Linked DNA regions of Sus scrofa: all the other regions are linked to region 1. Evidence: chromatin contacts called from public Hi-C data. All regions are on one chromosome and are shown on one strand. The core of a region is the stretch at or near the end of the contact, and the rest is flanking DNA. Distances in the headings are between cores, read along the strand shown. Region 1 holds the start of EVI5L (EVI5-like protein). Region 2 holds the start of ELAVL1 (ELAV like RNA binding protein 1). Region 3 holds the start of MCOLN1 (mucolipin-1).

Region 1 (2,700 bases), core at 172-2,671:
AACAGGGACAGAGAGAGGAGACAGACACACTGTAGATGGTACAGAGTGTAGAAAGATGCAGCGACAGATGGACAGAGGCAGGGAATGTGGCTGGGTGTCATTCATTGTTCCCCAAACCAGAAGAACCCCCCCTACCCACTATTTAGAAGGTTGAGACCTCAAACCTCAGAAGGTCCTGACACTCCCCACTCTGGGTTCCAGCCCTCTCGTTTCCATGTCCGTCTCCCCACTTCCAGCCTCCATTGTGAACTTACCGTGTCACTCTCTCTTCTGTGACAGGTGGAAATGTGTCATTTTTGCTAAGTCTTGCCGGCTATCAGTAACTGCTTCTAATGCCCCACAAGGGGCCAGCCTGTTTTGATCGTCCCCTAAACTTCCTTTTCCTGTTGATAGGGTCTTGGCCTGCCATTCGCTCATTCATCAGTTACAAGCAGTTCCCATGGGCTGGGCCCCTTCTCAGAAACGCTGGGGATCCCGAGGAGACCTGACCTAGGTCCTGCATTCCACACACACCCCGTCTAGATGGGGTGGGGGATGGGAGGGCCGTGTCCCAAGCAAGGATAAAAGCGTGCTCAGAGTTTAATGCGGGAACAAGATTCTCAGCCTCAGAGAATATACTTAACCCTGACTAGACGAGGGCAGGGGACCTGCCTGAGTCTTTGGTGTGACACCCCAACCCCAAAAGCCCCACCGCTAGCACCGAGTTGGAGTTAGTGAAGCTGCAGTCCCACCACCTCCCCGCCGCCTTAGGGATTTCTGGCAACCCCCCTTCCCGGACCCAACCCTTTAGCCTCTACCTTATCTGCCCCCGCCCCAACGATGATCTAGGCCACGCCCCTCTCAGCCCCGCCCCTATTTCATTCACTCCAAGCCTCAAGCCCCAAGCCCCACCGCCCCGGAGGCCAACCTCAGATCAATCTCACGAACTCATTGGCCAGAGAGCGTCCCTTCACCGCCCTCCTTCAGTGTCATTGGCTCCCTGGGTGTCATTCTTCTTTATAGAGGCCCAACAGTTGCCATGGCCAAGGTTTGAGGGGCAGATAATAATGGCCGTCCCAGGACGTCTCGTTATTGGGCCAAAAAGCCCGGTTCTGGGCGGGGCTTAGACCCAAACGCTTGCCTGCCCCTGTCTGGGGTTCCTTAGGGACTCAGCCTTCCCTCAGAGACACACCCCTCTCTCCTCGCTATTGGCCCTGCCATGTGTTGATCACCAGGATTCCACATTCCGATAGGCAAAACCACCCGTCCCTCACTGCTTCCCTAAGTTTAATTCGCTTCTCTCCTTAAAGGAGTCAACCTTCTGGCCGTAGCCAGGGCCCTCCTTACGGAATGTGCACGGATTGGCCAGGAACACCGTCACTCCTGGCCAATGGGCGGAGCCGGAGTTCCTTGGGGCGGCGAATTGGCTGACTGGGCCTCGGGGGTGGGGCAGCGGCTCCTGTCAGCGGGTGAAATGGCAGCGGCGGAGCCGGCGGCGGCCGCGGTCCCGGGGGGCGGCTGAAGGGGCCGGGCCGGGGCTGCGGGGTGAGCGGCGCGGCGGGGATCCGGCGGCGCGGCCGGGGACGGCTAGGCTCGGCACGGCGATGGCGGCGCGCTCGGCGCAGGTAGGTAGGCGGCGCGGGCCAGGCCTCCCAGGCGCCTTCTCAGGCCCGCGGCTCCGCGCTGCGGCCCGCGGGGGCCGGGCAAGATCGGGACTCAGGGCCCCCTCTCCCCAGAACCCGCGCTGGGACCCCTTGGCACTCCTAGCACGGACCCTGGCCGTCAACCTCGGGCCCCGGCCCCTGCCCACCCTCGTTCCCGACGCTTCCCGACCCTCAGGGGCCCTTCCCCGACACCTCCGACACCTCCGGGCGTCCTCCTCCGCGGCGCAGCCCCCTCCCCAGAAGCTTCCTCGGGCCCGTAACCCCTGACCACCCTCTCTACTGACCCTCAGGACCCCTTCCCGGTCTCTTCAGGGCTCCCTCTGCCCCCACCCCGCAGACCCGCCCCCTACAAGCGCCCTCCAGGAAGCGGAGGACCCCCGCCCTCCCTCTGTCCCAACCCCTCAGGTTCCCCTCTCATCTGTAGACCCCCTTGCCACGCCGTCCCTCCCCTCACTTCACATCCTATCTCTGGGCTCAGACGTACCCCCATCCCCAAGGATACCAGCCTTGGAGCCTTCTGACCCCACAGGACCCCCCTCTCCAGTCTCTGTAAATCAGGATTTCTGCTCACAGGCCTCACCTCAGCCTGATTGCCCATCTGCCACTCCCAGCAGCCCCATGGCCAAGGGCACCCCTGAAAGCCACTCCTGGGGTCTTTCAGCACACTCCAATAGCTCCACATACAGCCCTGATCTTGACTTGTCTTGATCACTGCTTCCTGAAAATCCACCTTCACCTCATGCTCAGGACCTCCCTACAGATGTTCTGAACCCCCTCCCCCACCTAAGGACACACACCTTTCAGAGGGCCCCACTCACACATTCAGGTGTGCGCATGCCACACACACCTGGGACCCAACAAATCAGTACCCATATACCCCCAACAACTCATACGGACAGACCCTGGACCCCTCACACACAGACATTCAGGAGCCCCTGACATGGACACACACACACAGGGTCAGACACTTTTATCCTCAACACAGACCCAGGCAACTGGGACCCTCTCCCAACACACCCACATTCACAGGGCTCTTCAGCGCTTTAGCATGCCTCCT
Region 2 (2,700 bases), core at 114-2,613, 160 kb after region 1:
GGGGTTTCCCACATCCTTAATATCTGTACAGCAATATTCTCATCCGTCCTGTTTCATAGATAAGAAAACGAAGGCTCCCACAGCTGAATCTGTTCAACGTTTTGGGAGCCTTCCGTTCCAAGGCATCAGAGATGGGGCTAAGGGAACTTTTAGGGTAATATCATTTAGTCCAGTGGTGGTTCTCACATGTGTAAGCGCGCGCGCGCGCGTGTGTGTGTGTGTGTGTGTGTGTGTGAGATACTTTCAGCAACATCTGAAGATATTTTTGATCTTCACAACTAGGGGACATGGATGCTGCTGGCGTCTCGTGGGTAGAGGCCAGGGATGCTACTCAGCATCCTACCATACACAGAACAGCCCTCCCCCACAAACCAAAAATGATCAGATCCCAAATGTCAGTAGCGCCAAGGTTGAAAACCCTTGAATCCTCCTCCCCATCGTCCCACTTCTGGACATTGGTTCTCAGGATTCCACAGGAATACTTTCAGTAAAGGGGAGGGGGCTCTGTTCCTCCAGGGGCAGGGCCTGCAGAAGTTCTTCCCCACATGCCCTACAAACAGTAGGTATTAGAACCCATTTTAATAAGCCTAGCAGCGGAGGACGCCGGAAAAGGAAGAACATCCATCCTCCATTGTTCAACTGCGTGCAGTTTATGTTTTACACACACACACAATTTTACAAACCCAAACGTCCCACGCCTCAAAAACAGCTTTGTTAGAGATGGCGTCCATAAATATATATTTTTCTTCGACCCTCATACATAGTGAAGGGTTTGCACACTTCTAAAAGGACCTCAGATCGGCCGCGGTCCTCTGACAACGACCACAAAAGAATGTATAGGATTTCCCCGGGGAGCGTGCCCGTGGGCCGTGACCTCTGCGCGCTGAAGGCGCTCACCCGACTCCCTCGTCTCTGGCTTCGCTCTCCCGCCCCCGGATAGCCGGCTTGCAAGACTACCCCGGCCCGGCCGTGGAGCCCGGCCGCCAGGCGCGTGCCCACGCCGCGTCCCCCTCTTTCGGCCCTCGCGGCGGCCAAGGAATCCGGCCCGGGGCCTGTCGCCGGCGCCCACAGCGGCCGGCCCTCGCCAGCTCGCCGAGGCCCGTGCGCGTCCCCTCCCAGCCCCGCGCGGCCTGGGCCTCGGCCGGTGCAGGCCCGCGAGCGCCCGCGGCCCGGCCAGGCGAGCTCAGGCCTGCCGCGGCCTACCCCGTCGAGCGCCGCCGAAGGCCCCCGCCTCACCTGGACGCGGGCGGGATGGCCCGGGGCTGCTCCGGGTCGGGCGGGCGGCGGCGGCGCGGCGCTAACGGCTCCGCTCGGCCTCGGTAGCGGTGGCGGCAGCGGCGGCGACGGCGACGGCGGCGGCGGCTCCTCCTCAGCGCGCACGACCCGCTCCGGCCCGCGGCCCGGACACGCCCCCCCGACGCGCGCACCCATTGGCCAGCGTCCGCCACTGCGCGCTTCTCGTTGGCCGGCGTTGCTGTCGCGGCGCCCCGGGGCGCGCGGCGGAGGCGGGACTTCCGGCTGGCGCCGCCTGAGAAGGGCTCGGCGGCAGGCAGAGACGCGGGTGGCCGGCGATGGCCGCGGAGGGGGCCAGTTGGGGCTTGGCCCACGGCGGCCGACGGAAGGCGGTGACCGAAGAGCCGCGCCCTTTATCGGGGGCATTTTGTGTGTCTCGAGCCTATGTGTCCCACCGCCGCCGCGGCCACCGTTACCACCCTACAAGGTAGGAGCGGTCAGTGCACCAGGACTGTAAAGGCAGGACTCGGGTTCGAATCCTGGCCCCAGCGTTTCCGCACTACGTACCCTTGGGCAGGGGCTGACGTCACCTCGGCGGGCCTCAGTTTCCTTATCTGGTGTAATGAGTAGGCGGGGCATGGGATGCCGTCAGCGTTCCATCAGTGTTGCTTATCAGAGCTAGCAGTTTACCCCGATGCTCAGCCTAACACCCATTCATTAAAATTTAATTGAGTGCCTACTACGTGCCAGTCAATGTGTGCACAGTGAACTAGCCAAAATACCTGCCTCTATTTGGTTGACATTCTAGGCTGGCTCTGTCCAAGAGCGGTATAAGCGTACCACAAATGTTAGCCACATGAGTAATTTAACGTTTCTTATAGCCATGCTAGAGGGGGAAAAATAAAAAGAAACAGGAGATGTTAATTTTAATGATGTGTTTTATTGAACCCAATTTATGTCCAAAAAGCTGTTTCAACATGTAACCAATATAAAAAGTTCTGAGATCTTTTTATGTTTTTTTTTTTTTTTCCTTCTTTACGTGCTTTTGAAATCTGGTGTTTTTTTACACTCACAGCGCTTCTGAAGTTGGACTGGCTACGTTTCAAGGGCTCAACAGCGCAGTTGCCAGTGACTACTGTATGAGACCGTGCAGTGCTAGATGAGGAGGCAGAAAAGAAATCAAGTGGATTCCACACACAGTGGTGAAAAGTGGTAAGAGGAAAAGTAAATTGGACAGAGGGCATAGGTGAGGAATGTGGGGATTTCAGTTTGAAAGAGGACTGTTAGGAAGATTGAGACAATAGGATCTGCAGAAGGACCAGAAAGAGTCAAGAACACTGAAAAAATAATCATAGTGTAGTATAGTGTCATGTTTATCCAACAGAACTTTCTCCCATCATGGGCATGCCTTTTAATCAGCAGTGTCTCATTTAATAATCACCAGCTCCATGTGGCTTTTGGGCAGTT
Region 3 (2,700 bases), core at 71-2,570, 250 kb before region 1:
AAGCTCCTTTTGTCTGCCTTCCAGAGCCTGGGTTGTTAACCTTTATGCTCTAGGACAAGATTGTGCAAAGGCCCTGGGGCTACTGAGAGATGAGCCTGGGGAGGAGGTAGGAGTGGGTGGGGCATGGAACAAAGGGCCGGGTAGACTGAAGTGGGGAGCTTGCTTGACATCCTGGAGAAATAGGAAGACATTAGTAGGTTCTGACAGAGGACTAATATGAATAATCTTTTGAAGCTCCTTCTAGCTGCTGGATGAAGAGTGGAATGGGGAGATCAAGAATGGGAACCTAAGGGAGTTCCTGTTGTGGCTCATCAGGTTAAGAACTGGACTAGCATCCATGAAGTTGGGGGTTCCATCTTTGGCTTTGCTCAGTGAGTTAAGGATCTGTTGGGGAGCTCCCATCATGGTGCAGTGGAAACGAATCCAACTAGGAACCATGAGGTTGTGGGTTTGATCCCTGGCCTCACTCAGTGGGTTAAGGATCCAGCATTGCTGTGAGCTGTGGTGTAGGTCATGGACGTGGCTCAGATCTGGTGTTGCTTCGGCTCTGGCATAGGCTGGCAGCAACAGCTCTGATTAGACCCCTAGCCTGGGAACCTCCATATGCCAAGGGTGTGGCCCTAAAAGGACAAAAGACAAAAAAAAAAAAAAGGATCCATCGGAGTTGCCACAAGCTGTGGCTTAGGTCACAGATGCAGCTCTGATCTGGTGTTGCTGGGGCTGTAGTGTAGGCCAACAGCTGCAGCTCCAATTTGACCCCTAGCCATATGTGCAGCCATAAAATGGAAAAAAAAAAAAAAAAAAGAATGGGAGCCTAAGATCAGGGACGTTGGTACAATGGCAGGGGCCAGGGTGTTGAGGGACTCTGGGCTGATAGCCATAGGAGTGGGGAAAAGTAGTCCTGTTTGGGATATAATTACGAAATTATAGAGGGTTTGATGGTAGTTCAGATGAGAGGGGTTTAAGAGGAATGCGGGGTTTCTGGGGGGTAGGAAGCAGGGCAGTCTTGAGATAAAATGTGGGATCATCACCAGAGTCTGTGGAGGGTAAGGGGGTCAAGCACTGGACATGGAAGTCAAGAGGTTGGCATTGCACGCGGGCATGATAGGGAGCCAGGACCCAGCCAGGGCAAAGTTGGCTCCCTCACAGCCAGCCCATCCCCCAGCACATTCATTTTTCGCCCGTCGGCGCTAGGACCGCACGGCCGTCTAAGGGCTGTAAATCGCCAGCTGAGTCACGCATGCGTGCAGCTCCTGCAGGGGGCGTCGTGGCGCAGAGGGCGGGACCGGATCGCGTCGATTGCTTTTTGAACCGTGTGGGTCACGTGACTGGGGGCGCGAGTCAGCTGATGCGGGAGGGTTTGAAGCTGCACCGCGAGGGAGCGAGGCCGCAGTGACAGCGGCGGGCGTTCGGACCCCGGCTGCGCCGCGGCGCTCGCCCGCGTCCGGTGCTACTCGCTCCGGCATGGCAGTCCCCGTAGGCCCGCGCGGCTCAGGTGAGGGCGCAGGCGGCCCTGCGGGTCGCCGAACGCAGGCGGCGGGCCGGCGGCCGACTTCTCCGACCTAGGGCGGCGGAGCCCCGGGTTTCTCATTCCTCAGCGCCGGTGCTGACCTCTCAAGCTTCCCCGTGGTGGCGATACGGGCTGACGGCTCCTATTACCTGGGCGGCGGGTGGGCACTAGCTTTGCGACCTTGGAGTGGCAGGACTCCCGACCGCCCTTCCTGAACCTAGGCTGTGCTCAGCGTGCCTCAACTCAGGCGACTCCTGGCGGTCAGGGTCCCAGGGTTTGCATTCTGAGTCTAGATTCGGATTGCTCAGCTCTGCCAGAACTCAGACAACCCCAGTTGCATGTGAGATCTCAGATTTTCCTTCCCCAAATCAGGAGGCAAATGTTCAGCTTCTCTAAACCCAGAGAGGAGTGTTGGTCATTGCCTCCTGAAACCTAGGTGCCTAACTCAATTTCAGATCACCAAACTAATGGAAGCTCAGCTTTCCTGACCTCAGTAGCCTCTCATAGGGGACCCTAGAGGAAGGCCGATTGCATTGGTCTTCCCTTCGTTTTTTGTTTTGTTGTTGTTGTTACTTATTCATTTATTTATTTATTTGTCCTTTTAGGGCTGCACCTGAGGCATATGGAGCTTCCCTGGCTAGGGTCTAATCGGAGCTGTAGTTTTACCTACACCACAGCCACAGCAACACAGGATCCGTGCCGAGTCTGCCACCTACACCACAGCTCATGGCAACGCTGGATCCTTAACCCACTGAACAAGGCCAGGGATGGAACCTGCATCCTCATGGATGCTAGTCGGGTTTGTTAACTGCTGAGCCACCCACACCACAGCTCATGGCAACGCTGGATCCGTAGCCCATTGAACAAAGCCAGGGATGGAACCTGCATCCTCATGGATGCTAGTCGGGTTTGTTAACCGCTGAGCCACGACAGGAACACCCGATCTTCCCTTCGTAAGCTAGCTGGAGACATCTAAGAAGTGTCCTGGCTGTTAGAGTCTGGGTGGCTTAGCTGTGATCCCAGCCAGGGAGGCAGCTGGCCCTCCGGCTTCTCATCCAGCCGCTTTGTAAACTACAACAGCATCTGAGCTCCAAAGGAACCAGCCAGGATCTGGCCCTCCTTGCAGGACAGGTTCTGACAGTGCCCATGTTCATCCTGGTGGCTGTGCCAGGCAGGGGGCCAGCCAGGCC

Evidence for each region. A called contact is a pair of places that touch in the nucleus more often than the background predicts.
Region 2: a contact with region 1 is called in a Hi-C map of liver, with 2.3 times the contacts expected there. The contact joins the promoter of ELAVL1 here to the promoter of EVI5L in region 1. A contact is called at or near these places in 3 of 47 Hi-C or Micro-C datasets (embryonic fibroblasts, heart right ventricle and liver).
Region 3: a contact with region 1 is called in a Hi-C map of liver, with 5 times the contacts expected there. The contact joins the promoter of MCOLN1 here to the promoter of EVI5L in region 1. A contact is called at or near these places in 2 of 47 Hi-C or Micro-C datasets (heart right ventricle and liver).

Annotation. Positions count from the first base shown.
Region 1 is chr2:71,364,557-71,367,256 of Sscrofa11.1, reverse strand. EVI5L (EVI5-like protein) reads left to right here and starts at 1,421. Exons shown (of 19, transcript XM_013994706.2): 1 at 1,421-1,604.
Region 2 is chr2:71,205,804-71,208,503 of Sscrofa11.1, reverse strand. It overlaps ELAVL1 (ELAV like RNA binding protein 1), which reads right to left and starts at 1,363. Exons shown (of 6, transcript NM_001195334.1): 1 at 1,237-1,363. It also overlaps a transcript of CCL25 not described here.
Region 3 is chr2:71,611,944-71,614,643 of Sscrofa11.1, reverse strand. It overlaps MCOLN1 (mucolipin-1), which reads left to right and starts at 1,320. Exons shown (of 14, transcript XM_003480808.4): 1 at 1,320-1,495. The coding sequence starts at 1,465.